2 separate regions of the Mus musculus genome follow, and region 1 is linked to region 2. The links are chromatin contacts, called in public Micro-C maps. All regions are on one chromosome and are shown on one strand. The core of a region is the stretch at or near the end of the contact, and the rest is flanking DNA. Distances in the headings are between cores, read along the strand shown. Region 1 has its middle 19 kb from the start of Dubr. Region 2 holds the start of G730013B05Rik (RIKEN cDNA G730013B05 gene).

Region 1 (7,088 bases), core at 2,290-4,789, 230 kb after region 2:
TCGAAATTATGAGATAATCAGGTAAAGGTGTGAAATTGGAAAGGATTACACCAAGTGAAGTAACACAGGCAGAGAAAGACAGACGCTAACTATTCTTTCTCATATGGAAATCTTCTCATTGGATATTTAGATGTGTGTGTATCCCTAGGTTCCAGGAAAGTAGAGAAAAGCTATTGGCCAGATACATAAGGGAGGAGAGACAGGAAGTAATAGTAGCTATAAAAACATGCCAAATATTTGATATGTGACACCCAGGTTGAGAACTACTGCTTTAGAGGGTTGGACACTGCGGTTTCTGGAAGCCATGAGTTATTAAAGAAAACTAGAATGCCAGTGTCAGGTTTAGAGTGCTTCTTTGTGAGCTGTTGGTCATGGAGGTCCCCAGGGGTCCCCAAACAATACCTAGACCCCTCAGGGAGCCTACTACTCTCTTTTAGCTTAATTGTCATGATACCAAGATGCCTTCAAAATATCTTTGTTTATAGCCATAGCACGTTCCCTGTTTACCTCTTCCAACTAGGCCCCACCTCCTAATGACCTGTTCAGCCATGAACCCATCAATGGATTAACCCACCGATGAGGTTAGAGCCTCCATAATCCAATTGTCTCTGAATCCTATTTCAGTGACGACCAAGTTTTCAACGCATCAACCTTTTGAAAGTTTTTGCATATCAACCACAAGAAGTAATAAAACAGGCTGGGTGTGGTGGTGCAGGCTTGGAAGGCAGAGACACTGGGTTCTCTGAATTTGAGGCTACCCTGATCTGTATAGATAGTACCAGGGCAAACTTTGTCTCACCAAAAACCAAACCGAAACAAAACAAGAGTAATAAAAAAAACTAAAAGACTAAAATATCTCCATTATGTTGCCTGTGTAGCACATATATACATAATTTCCCCAGAGGCTAAAAGAGTACCAGACCCCTCAGGATCTGCAGCTGCAGACAGTTGTGAGTCACCTCTAGGTGCTAGGACTTGAACCTGCATCCTAGGCAAGAATAGCAAGGGCTCTTAACCACTCCAGCCCCTCCACGAATAATTTAAGGCAAAATGTGAGGGTCAGTAATGGAGGGGAAAATGTGCTTTCATCTTGTTCTGTTGGCTGAAACTCTAGCTCCCAGGACAGCTATGTTTCCGATTAATTCTGTGGTAGGATAGTCTCCTCCCATCAGCCCTCCTCTAGTTAATCAAAACAATACAAGTCACTGATAAGTATTTTTTAAGGGTGCCTTTTAGTTTAGTTGTAGCCTAATAATACTCAGATATAATAAAATTAGCATACAAGGTCGTTAGTCATAACCTTGGACAGCCATCTTTACTATAGAATGGGCCCTCTTGATACAATTTGAATAAATAAATTTGTCAATTAAAACCACCTAGTTCATCAAAGAAAGTAAGCAAAACAAACTAAAACAAATGTCACGTGCATTTTATTGATCGGAGACTGATTTAAGCACTGAAAATACAGAGCTGCATAGATCTGGCCCCTCACAAGTTTTAACAATAGGTGGGAAGGATGAACAATGAATCTGCAGATTAGGTTTGTGAGGTCACAACATATCCCAGAGCTGGATGTTCCCCAGAGAAGCTCGAAGAGGAACAGCATTTAGGACAATTATGCTTTCCTGGCAACTTGATTGGATTGAGAAACACCTAGGAGAATCTAAAGCACACATTTAAGAGTATCTAAAACTCCAGAGATAACTGACCATAGCTGGGAGGTGGACCTGCCATGAATGTGGATAGAATTGTCCAACAAGCTGAAGGTTCAACTCCATGATCTCTCTTCTTCCTGGTTGTCTCAAGGTACCAGCTCTGATCTACTTTGCCCTCAAACTGCCATGCTATTCTGTCCCACCACAGGCTCATAGGCTCCCAGTAATGAGTAGCAAGCCACGGACTGAAACCGCTGACCACAAGGAGCCTCAAATAAAGCTTTTTCTCCTTGTAAACTGTTTCTTTCAGGGATTTGTCACCATGATGAAAAGTCTTATTAGTGTGGCATAGAGGTGGCTTGGGTCAATAGCTGCTTGTCTTTGGTGTGTTTTCTGTGAATTTTGGTGTGTTCAGCAGTGAAATGAATGACTTAGGGACATGGTCTGAAGAATGGCCAACTGCTCTTGGTTTGCCTGATCCTTTCTCAGTTTCAGCTCTGATTTTGAACCTTGAAGTTCTGGGAGGCCTCAGATGCCTGGGAAAACTGCTTACTGTTTGTCCATATCCGGAGAGAACTCTTGAAGATTTTGATGTGACTGAGGTGCCCAGAAAGAATGTCAGTAAGAAGATCTCTATTTTAGAAATGGCATTTCAGTTTATTTTTCTGTCCATATACGTATTATATGTACACACACTTTATTATACACACACACATACACACACACACACACACACACACACGTGTTAGTCAACCATTAGGAAGATATATCATTTACAGGAAGATGGAGAGAATTGGAAATCTTTAGAATAAACAGACAAGGCTCAGAAAAACAAATACCACATTTTTCTCATATATAAATCTAGATTTAATTTAAAAAGAGTTGAAAGAAGACAGAAGCTATTTGGAAAGTGGGAGGAAACCAGTAGGAAGGGCAGGAGAAAGTAATAGGATATGAATATATACAACATACATTATTGTATATAAAATGATGTAATTATATGTATAATATATGAATGCAATAACAAATCCATTAGTCAATAAAATGAATATATGTGAATAGTGATATAAATACTAAAGATTTTAATTTAAAAAATTTAAATATAAAATTAAGCAAAGTTTTACATTTATTTAGTGTGTGGCATGCAGCAGTCAGGGGATCACTGCCTGGAGTAAGGTCTCTCCTTCTATCTTATTGGTTCTGGAGACGGAGTCAGGTTGTCCGGCTTGGTAGCAAGTGTTTTTACCCTCTAAGCCATCTACCTAGTTCTAAAAATTCAAAATCCACAAATGTGTACAAGGATAAAGCTTAATAGTTATAACAATGTGTAGCATAAACATTCTTGCAAGAAGCAATGGCAGAGCGTGAAAGAAGTCATGTCTAATGAAAAGAGCAGAGTGCACTTGCAGGCATGCGCAGTGCCCTCCCCCGCTCTGCCCCGTGGTCAGCTCACATCCCAGAACGAGGTTCGCTCTGCCACATTTGTCCATGAGAGTTTTGTGGCACAGTGTCAAACATCTGGACACATGACACACATCTGAAAAAGATGTAAACAGGAGGTTAAGTGGATCAGGGGCTGCACTGATATGTATAGCTGTTCGATGACAAGTCCGTGTGGTATTATCCTGCCTTCTAGTATGGGGATTATGTACCCCTTCCCAGTCCACAGGTTTTAGCTATGAGAGAAAGGTCAGTTTGCATTTCATAGGCCAACCTTCAAATATTTCCATTTTTATTTTTCTATAGGGCTAAAAGCATTGCCCACCCGAAATGCAGACATTAATGCCAAAATACCTTGTTGATTCCAACACCTATATGCTGCTGTGTGTGCTCCCACTGTGTGTAGGTTTGCTATGGGCTGACCTCAGGAAGGAGTGTGGCAGTAAGCAAGGAATGAACAAGCAAACCAGTAAATAGCTGGCATAGTTTTTGTCCTCTGAGAGTGAAGAGTTTTGCTGAAGAGGCATAATCTTATCAAAAATAAACAAATAAATGAAAGGCAATTTAATAGAGACAGTTTAAACATCAGCTCTTTTTTTTTTTGTAGTTGTTGTTAGTTCAGAATTTAAAAAGAAAGTAGGACCAGAGCCAAGCAGCCAGTTCTAAAGTGACGTCCTTAAACTTTAGAAGTTTCCTTGGCGCAGCAAAAACATTCCAGGAAGTAAAGCGGTTATAAATAGTTTCGGATCATTGTGGAAATGTACTGGGAACCTGGCAGAAAATGAATCAGTCGGGCTTTCCACAAGACCCACCTCAAATGAAGATCCCAATGCAAAGTGGCAGGAAGCCGTCTAGGGATGCCGCGACTAGGGATGATGGGCCGGTGGCGATGGGGTTCCAGGCATGAGAAAGAGACTCAGTCTGAAGTGCTCTCAGGCTGGATCAACTCTAAGGAAGGAGAGCATTAACAGAAGTTTTCCTAACAGAAGAAGAAAGGCTCCGGAAGACACCATTTCTAGCAAGGCAGGCTTTCTCTCACAAGCACTGAAGATGTTTCTGTCTGGGGTAAGGGCTTCAGCGTAGGCAAGCAGGTATAACGAGCACCATTGCATTTGGGTGGATGGGGGGGATAAACAAAGGTATTTCTGGAGAAATTTGCAGTATTTTTTTTACATTCCCATCTCCAATATGTCTCATTGTGAGCTATGGATGGACTGTGATGTCCAGTTTAAATAGGAAGTCCCCATAAAGCACGCCGTGGAGATTTTAGTGCCACGAGAACGGCTTCCTTTGTATCTTTAATTTTATGTGTATGGGTGTTTTTCCTGCACACGTATCTGTGCACCACGTGTATTCAGTGATCAGAAGGTATCAGATCCCTTGGAACTAGAATTACAGACGGTTGTTAGCTGTCAAGTGAACGCTGGGAATTGAACCCCTGCCCTCCGCGGGAGCAGTCAGCATCAATGCTCACACCCAGAGAGCATTTCTCCAGCTTTGCCCGCTCCGTCCTCCATCCGTCCTTTCTATCTCTGAAGGTAGAGTGACTGACAAAAATAGCCATGTTCCCTTTTATACCTTGGATGGATGCTTGTGAAATCATGTTCCTGTTTGACGCGTGAGATGGGAAAATTACAGAACTCCAGAAGGGGGTGTGGAAAGGGGCAAAGAGAAGAACTCTGCAGTAATGGAGTTTGCCTCATGGCTCTGCCGTTGTTTACCTCGTTTCCTGGGCTCTGGGGACTTCTGGACCAGAGAGCTAAGACATACTTTCCCTGGAAAATGCTGGGACTTTATTAGGCTGGAAATAATAACAATAAAGCAAAAGTAAAACTTCCTATTGAAGTTTCTTTTGAGCATTGATGAAAAAAATATTAGACCAGTGGTATGATGGGCAACTTATCAGTTCTGACTTCTAGGGAAAGTTTAAGTCAAAGAAAACCTCTCCAAAAGAGGGACACTGAAGTTCTGAGAGTTTTCTTTCCCAAGGTCAAAGGGTGAAATAGTTTGCAGCTCCGAGAACTTGTGATTTCCTTCCTGCTTCTTTTTATCTCTATCAACCCTGCATTCCACTGCTTTGCCGTTGATGGCCCTTCCTCCCCACACCTTCTGCAGTAGGGACTTTCCATTCAGTCTGGTGGCAGCGGTTCTGGCAACAGCTCTTGCACTTGTGTGGCAAGCTTTTAAATTCCCATGCTTTTGAGCAGCTGCAGTCAAGCTGACATGAGTCAGTGGGAGGGGCTTAGGGGAACCTCCAGGGAGCAGTAACTTTTTGACAGTCTCACAAACAGAACATTTTAAGTCTAATGACTCTAAAAGCTCTCCCTGTACATGCAAAAGCAACTGCAGTTTTCCCAAAGTCTACTGTTTTTTTTTTTTCTTTTCTTCTTCTTCTTTGTCTTCTTTTTTTCTTTTGGTCCCCAGAAAGAATCAGGTTTCTGCCTATAGCAAGACACATTCTTCAAGGATTAACTGTGACCTCATAGCTAAAGTGGATACAAAATAAAATCTGGAGACAACTGGAAAGTGAGAAGGGGTGGCAGGGAGACATTTGGGAATACAGAAGTGCCAAGCTCTGGCTTTTGCAGGCAGGCCTATTGCCTAAATAGGGAAGGCAAGTTATTATTTTTCTCTTCTTCTACTCTTACTGTACTCACATAGGTGATTTTCAGTGTGGGTTCCTTTCCTAAGGCCTCAAGGGTCCCAGATGGCTTGTTAGAGGATGAACGTCTTCACCTCAGGCTCCTTCATCGAGTACCGAGAGCAGGCAGTGCCCTTGTCTGAGGCCACTGCATCGAGTACCTAACTGCTGATATTTGACCCTAGAAGAAGGTCAACTTGGTCAGCCTATTATTAAGAGAAAAACAAGGATAGCAATGGATCACAGACCCCTTCGGGGAACTAGAAAATGACCTCCACTTCTCTATTTCCGTGCACTGTTCTTCCCAGTGTAGCCTTTCCCCGTTCTTTGTTGGGTATCATAAAATGAAAAGAGTGAAGAATGCGGGATCCCTTCTGGGAGGAGTGAACCACAGAGGAAGGGGGAACAATTGATTCTTTTGATAAATGAAAATTTAGACGGTGCTTTTCCTTGCAATTTGCAAAGACAAAGCAGTGTCACGATCAAGTCCCTCTTTATACCGAGAAAAGGCAAGAAAATGGTTATCATAGCATACATGCAAGCAACAGCCAGAGGTCGGTTGGAAACGCAGAGGGACGATCCCCACGGCACTGCAAAATTTCACTCGGTGACTCACAGGGACAGGTGAGGTTAAATGTTGTAAAGAACTTTGTCTCTGTAACTCCTTCCATGGGTATTTTGTTCCCCCTTCTAAGAAAGATCAAAGTATCCACACTTTGATCTTCCTTCTTCTTTGAGTTTCATGTGTTTTGCAAATTGTATCTTGGGTATTCTGAACTTCTGGGCTAATATCCACTTATCAGTGAGTGTATATCATGTGTGTTCTTTTGTGATTGGGTTACCTCACTTAGGATGATATCCTCCAGATCCATCCATTTGCCTACGAATTTCATAAATTCGTTGTTTTTAATAGCTGCCCCACCTGGGGATCCATCCCCAAAACACCCACCAAACCCAGACACTATTGTGGATGCCAACAAGAGCTTGTTGATGGGAGCCTGATATAGCTGTCTCTAAAGAGGCTCTGCCAGTGCTTGACAAATGAAGAAGTGGATGCTCACTGCCATCCATTGGACGGAGCACAGAGTCCCCAATGAAGGAGGTAGAGAAATGACCCAAGGAGCTGAAGGAGTTTGCAGCCCCATAGGTGGAACAACAATATGAACTAACAAGTACCCCCAGAGCTCCCTGGGACTAAACCACCAATCAAAGAAAACACATGGTGGGACTCATAACTCTAGCTGCATATGTAGCAGAGAATGGACTTTTTGGCCATCAATGGGAGAAGAGGCCCTTGGTCCTGTGAAGGTTCTATGCCCCAGTATAGGAGAATGACAGGGCCAGGAAGCTGG
Region 2 (6,535 bases), core at 2,601-5,100:
TATCACAGTATCATATATGATACAGGGTCTGGAAATCAAACTTGGAGGACTGAACTCAAGCCATCATTGCATGGTTAGCACTTTTACCAGCAGGGGCATCTTCCCACTCTTCGGTGGTTCATGTTGTTGCCGTGTGGTGGTCCAAACTGACCAAAGCTCCGTTCTTGAAAAGAGCAAGTGATCACCTTTTACATTCACAATTCCATAGTTTCCAAAGATCGTTCTTTTTCTTCCCTCCTTTCCTTTCCCCCTTCTCTTCTCTTCTCTTCTCTTCTCTTCTCTTCTCTTCTCTTCTCTTCTCTTCTCTTCTCTTCTCTTCTCTTCGTATGTCTGTCATAAATGCTACTAATGAAGCCAGTAAAGTCAGTTAGTAGAAGTGAATGCATCGTAACGGGAATATGGAGAACAGCAGCAGATCGGGCAAGTACCAGATTGGGCAATCCGGTTTACTGCTGCCCTTCATGCTGTAGGACCTGTGGGGAACTGGCAGCCAGGGGAGGATTGGAACTCCTCTAACTGATCAAGGGCAGTGCAGGACAAGCTGGAGAAATGTGTGAAAAAGTGGTTTCTTGGGGTCTAATTCAGAAAATCCCATTTTTCAGAGTAGAACCAACTTAGATATTTCTTCTATTTCAAAGGATATTTATCTTAACTGAAAAAATGCAAAACCTGCATCAGAGACATGCTCTCACCAGGCCCCAGAGGGATGAAGCAAACGAGGAAGAAGCAACGGTAGGTCATGAAGCTGGCACATGGGCAAACCAGGGTTTGAACCTGATCATCTAGCTCCACGTAGCTCCAAAATACTGCGCTGCCTCTTCTAATTTAAGCTGATGTAAATCTAAGGAGGGTCAGTTTATTTCAATGCCTAAACAACTCAGACAATTGCCTTTTTTTAAATTGTGCTGCAAACTGAAACATTGAAAGTCATTGAACTCATTAAAAAAAGGAACCCAAATGAGTGTAAAAGAATGAGAATTTTATAAATCTTATTTTTGAATATGTAACTTATGAAACATAGCCTTGAGTCAAGAGTTTCTCAAATGCTTCTGTTGGAGAATATAATCTCTCTTCTGAAATCGACTTTGTTAATTTTCACCAGACTTTTCTTAGGCCTGAAGAGTCTCGCTCTCTCACTTCTTCCCTCTTGTGGTATGAAAAGAAGTTGTGTTGTGTAGAAATGCTATTCCTGCCACTTCTCAGGCTCCTCTCTGCACTCCTGACTGTGTGCATCGCACTGTGTGTCTAAACTAGTGTATGTGATATGCACAGTGTTGTTATACTGAAGGCTTAGCAACCACTCCAGAGACAGAGACCTTTTATTCCATGAGACCTGTTTGTGACCGAGAAGCCCTCCAGAGGTGCTCATAAATACTTTATTTATAAATGTAAGTATACGCATATTCTGTGGGAATATCCACGTTCTTTACTTGAGAACTAACCCGACATGGGAAATGCACCGATGCTAAACTACTACTTTGCCTGGTCCTGGCTCACTCTTATGGTCCCTGACGGTGAAGAACCCATTTACCCATTCCTAAACAGCAGTTGAAACTTCTCTGACAATTTTAATTGAAGATGTTGGATAAAACAGAATTCCCCTATCAGTCTGGAAGGCCATTCCTGGCTCAGCCTCACACATAATATAGATGGAAATTTTAAAATTAATTAATTATGTCCAGCTAGTGAAAGAATGCTGTACTGGCTGATTCTAGAATCTTCTTGGCTTCTTCGTGAGTTTTTTCTGTTCCTTGAGAACATTTAAGCTATCCATGGCGAAAGTTTGTGGATGACTTCCTTAAGTAAAATGTCCCAAGTGCACAAGTCACTATAATTTATCAAAAGCATCGGAACGAATGGAGAACAAAGACATGTAGATGGGAATGACTGACAAAGTGAAGGAAGCTGCTAGGGGCTCACCAGACAGAAGCTGGACCAGCAGCGAGCTAGAACTGGAAGTTCCTGGAAGCGTGGATGTTTAAAGTTAGATCAATTTACAACAGCTCAACCTACACTCAAATGTTGTGTCGGTGTGAGGGCAGAGTGCTTGGGGCTAGGATTACAGGGTCTCCTTTTGAAAAACCAGGAAACAGGATGTGTTTATGGTTAGAGAATATTTCTGTCATATTTTCAAGTTATATTCTCAGTTTTGCTTTAATCTCCAGAAAACTTTTCAAGTAGAATGACTATAGTTTAAAGTCTTGGAATAACACAAAAAATATATTGAATACAGTTTCCCTCTGTTTCCAAAACTTGCGTGGGAGCATTTTGCAGTGTGTATAAGTGGATCTGATGCTTTAAACTCACTAAGCACATTATTTAAAGTTGTAAGCAACACTTGATAATGAGTTCAGCTCTTTTCCTAAGTTTTCAGTTACACTAAACAGAGAGCTTATGTTTGAGTTCCCAAAGAACACTAATATAACAGAAAAAAAAAGAAAGAAAGAAAGAGGAGAAAAGAAAGAAAGGGGGCGGAGCGATGGCGACAGCAGTCTCACAGCAGAGCTGTGAAAGGGAACTGTATGATAAACAGCAGCTGTCCCTTCACAAGTGAAAAGGAATTCTCTGAGGGACATAGGTAGGCCTTGGAAAAGAATTCACGCTTAGGTGTTGATGTGTCAGGCGGGCTTTGCTGTAACAGGCACTGCGCAACACCAGGCCGAGGATAAAGTCACACAGGGAACATGGAGTAGGGGCCAGTGTTACATGCAGCCTGTTAAGTGTTTATCGAACTTTCGCGGAGAGTGCTGAGAGGTGTATCCTGAAGATTTTCTTTTTCTTAGTCTGAGGAAGAGTTTTATCTCGGCTGGTTGATGCAGAATCAGCCATGGTTTTGTTTGTTTGTTGTCTGTCGAGGCAGGTTAACTCCGTGTAGTCCTGGCTGTCCTGTAACTCACTTTGTAAATCTGTCCTGTAAACCAGGCTGGCCTCATATTTAGAGATCTGCCTGAGTCTGCCTCCCAAGTGCTGGGCCCAAAGCCGTGAGCAGCCACTGCATGGGTCTGCAAATGGTTTTAATAAAGAAAATGATGTATTAGTTATTGAGAAAGGGCAGCATTCTTCTGGGGTTTGTCCAGACTGTCAACATCTTTATATCCAAGAGAAAGTGAGAAAAAAGAGTGAGGAGAAGTAGGAATGCGGTGAGCAGGCTGTTTAGTGGTCGGCACTCAGTGCTTAGGGCTGAAGAGGGGATACTGCCACTTCAGTTCATTCTTGTTTTTATTTTATGTGTATGAGTGCTTTGCCTGACTGTATGTATGCGTACCCTACGCATGCCCAATACCCACATCGAACAAAAGAGGACGTCAGATCCCTTGGAACCTGAGTTACAGATGGTAGTGAGCCACCATGTGGGTGCTGGGAACCCACCCCACGTTCTCTGCAAGAGCAACAAGTACTTTTAACCATTGAGCCATCTCGCCAGCTTTTTTGTTTGTTTGTTTGTTTTTGTTTTGATGCTGTAACCTAGAACTGTACTGTCTCCGAGATGCCAATTCCCAGTAACAACACGGAGACGTTTCAATAATTATCAATGCTTAAGGCCTTTGCTTACTTAGGCTTGTTCCCAACTAACTCCTATAACTCAAATTAACCCATTTACACCAATCTGCTTTCTGCTGTGTGGCTCATTACCTTTCCTCGGTCCGTATACAACCATACAACCAACTTAACAAGGCTGGTGCAATCCCGGCCTGTGAGTCTTTCCTGGTGTTCCTCTTTCTACCCGGAAGTTCTGCCTATCCTCTCCTGGTTAACTATTGGCAGTTCATTAAACCAATCAGAGAATGCCGTAGGCAGGTGAGGCGGGACAGAAACATATCTTCACACAGCTTACAAAAGGATTCTCGAAATAGAACTCTTTTCCCCCTACCCCCAAAACGAAAGTAGAATAGCTCAGCAAATCACTCCCATTTCTTTCTTATTTTCCCGGCGTCTTAATTATCACCAGCGGGATGGACAGGAAGAAAAGTCTGGAAGACACATTTAGGTGAGCAACACCCATTTAGCCATGTCCAAGACTTTCCTGTGACTGGGGGAGACACCAGTGGCATGGAAATTAAATCCAGGGTCATCGGAAGATTTGTTTAAGGGAACATCTCTAGTAAATTCTCCCATAAATTCTTTACCCCTGCCTTTTTTATATTGGAATTACTGGTTGGCATTAGCAGGAAGGAAATAATTGAGTTCTACTGGGTTTCTCTCCCCCTCTGGGAGACAGACTTGACAACAGTCAAATATGCAGAAGGCAAGCAATTAGCAGAGGAAGGGGGCTGGGGGGGGGCAATCTAGACCGGACTGTCCATTTATTGTAGCTGCTGAATTATTCACATTCTTACTTCTGGGCTGAGGCAGTGTGGTTTGGATGCGGTAGAAAGGAAATTGGGAAGGAGGCACAAGACTCTCTAGACCTCATTCTGCAGTGCACTGTGTCCAGACCTCATTCTTCAATTTGCCCCCGTGTCAGCAGACAATTCTCTTCTTGGAGGGTCTCTGATGTGTTTATAAAAAGATAAAGAAAAGGAGTGATATGTTCTATAGGCGTGTGGTGAGGTATGAGGGAAGGGGATGTCTCAGGGGGTCCATGCCAAGGCATCCCTTTCCCTCCAGGGACCAGCCACACGATGGTATAGTATAGAATAGTTTATTCAGGGCATGGGGAGGGGAGTTAAGAGGGTAGTAGGGGCAGAGAAAGGCAGAGAGAGTAGAGAAGTAGAGGCCGACCATGAGCACGTGGAGAGAGGGGGGAAGGGAATGGGGAAGGATAAGGGGACAGAGCAGAAACAAGAAGAGAAGAGCAAGAGAGAAATAAGAGAGGGAGGAGGGGGCAAGCAGCCCCTTTTATAGTAGGTCAGGCCGACCTGGCTATTGCCAGGTAACTGTGGGGTGAAGCATACCTGGCTGTTGCCAGGTAACTGTGGGGGTGGAGTTTAGACAGAATGCTTAACAGTCTCTTTTTATTATTATTATACATTTTGTTGAGCTATAAATGTTTGTTCATCTTTTGGGATATAGTCCATAGATTTTGGGATTCAGTCCATAGATACAATATATGCACTGGAGACAGCAAGCTCTTCTAGCAAATGGAACCATGGAGGAGTGTGAAAGGTGGAACGTTCACATTTTATCATAGAGTCTGAGAACCAACAGTTACATTTCAGAGCTACAGAAAGCCCAGTAATTCTTCCTACTGTGATTTCGTGCTTAGTACACTTCTCCCCATACCCTTCCCATCCTAGAACTCGCTCTGTAGATCGGGCTGGCCTCCAACTCAGAGATCTGCCTGCCTCTGCTTCCCCAGTTCTGGGATTAAAGGCATGGGCCACCACTGGCCTGCCTGATTTAGTTCATTTTTAAGGTCTGAATATTTTACTATACATTTTCTTCTAATGGACACCTTGGTTAATTCCATATTTTGAGAGTGGAACTATCTGTTTGATACAGTAATTAATTTTGGTTAAATACGTTGGAGTTATTTTCTGATTGGGAATGGGGGGTTGTTAACAAGCTTTGTTTTACATCACATCCAACTGAAGAGGTTTTAATACACATCTTTGTAAATCTGGTCCAAGAATGAGAAGATTGCGGCAGACTGGTTGCTTCAATCCCTTCGTGGCATTAGCTGCGAGGACTAACTCGAATGATCACCTCTCATGTCTCATAAAACCAATATTTCAATCTTATATAAAAACAATATCTACTTGTTATTGACTCTGGAACAGTAAAATGATACAAGGCTTTCAAAATATCCAGTGTTCTGCCCGCTTGTATAATGAACCGTAGCAGATGATTCACAGAATACAGTGGTGTGTATATGGGTGGTTTTGATACAAGATAGAATCTTCGTAAGTGTTTGCTAAATAATAATTTTCTTTTAAAGAGTAAAGTTTCCTTTGTTGTTATAAAACTCAAGTTCTCTATTATCCCGGGTATTACTGACCCAAGAAATCTAATGCTTATTTGGGAGATCTACTTAAATTTTATGCCCAATTTCTGTCATATTAATACTTTTATATCGTGAGGCTCACAATAATTAAGAAAAACAATTGAAAGCTAGCACTCCCATTAGAGTGGGTGAGCCGAGAGGAAGGGACTGAGTCTCTTTAGCCAGATCCTGCCGCGTGACGACGGCTCTCCTAGATCCATCCACGGTTCCTCTGAAAGTCACTAGGTACGACTGATTTCGAAACACACACACACACACACACACACACACACACACACACACACACACAAAGCAGAATTACATTTTCTGTGTTGTTGGTCAGGCTGAAAACAGAGCACGTAACTTTGCGAGAATCAGGGCAATCGCAAATGAACTTCCGTTCCCCATTGGCTTCCTGCGGCTGTGAAGGATCTCTAGCCGAGCCGCCCGCATGTGCTTCTTACGGGGCTTTCAGTGAGAGAAGCCCGAGGGTAGCGCCAGGGAGAAAGCCGCCAGGCAATCTCGGAGGTAGCCTCCTAGAAAGATCGCGGCGAGGGGAGGAGCCCCGATTGTCCTGGAGAACAGCGCGGCCCCATCCGGGAAGTGGCCGCC

What was found. Hi-C and Micro-C count contacts between places; a contact is called where the count stands out from the background.
Region 1: a contact with region 2 is called in a Micro-C map of the HL-1 cell line, with 5 times the contacts expected there. The contact joins the enhancer-like site here to the promoter of G730013B05Rik in region 2. A contact is called at or near these places in 22 of 484 Hi-C or Micro-C datasets (B cells, the C2C12 cell line, ECoMG myeloid progenitors and 12 more), 18 of 115 datasets of contacts at active chromatin or transcription factors (bone marrow-derived dendritic cells, bone marrow-derived macrophages, cardiomyocytes and 13 more) and 2 of 9 other capture datasets (adipose tissue and embryonic stem cells).

The regions. Positions count from the first base shown.
Region 1 is chr16:50,748,567-50,755,654 of GRCm38.p6, forward strand. No RefSeq gene overlaps it. Among named protein-coding and RNA genes, the nearest start is that of Dubr, 19 kb to the left of the region's middle. Within about 2 kb of position 3,540, at least 100 of the 459 cell types and tissues checked have an H3K27ac peak or open chromatin away from gene starts, as enhancers often do. A contact at or near this core is called in the C2C12 cell line, the HL-1 cell line, adipose tissue and 7 more, where this site is marked.
Region 2 is chr16:50,522,395-50,528,929 of GRCm38.p6, forward strand. It overlaps G730013B05Rik (RIKEN cDNA G730013B05 gene), which reads left to right and starts at 3,851. Exons shown (of 5, transcript NR_040380.1): 1 at 3,851-3,988.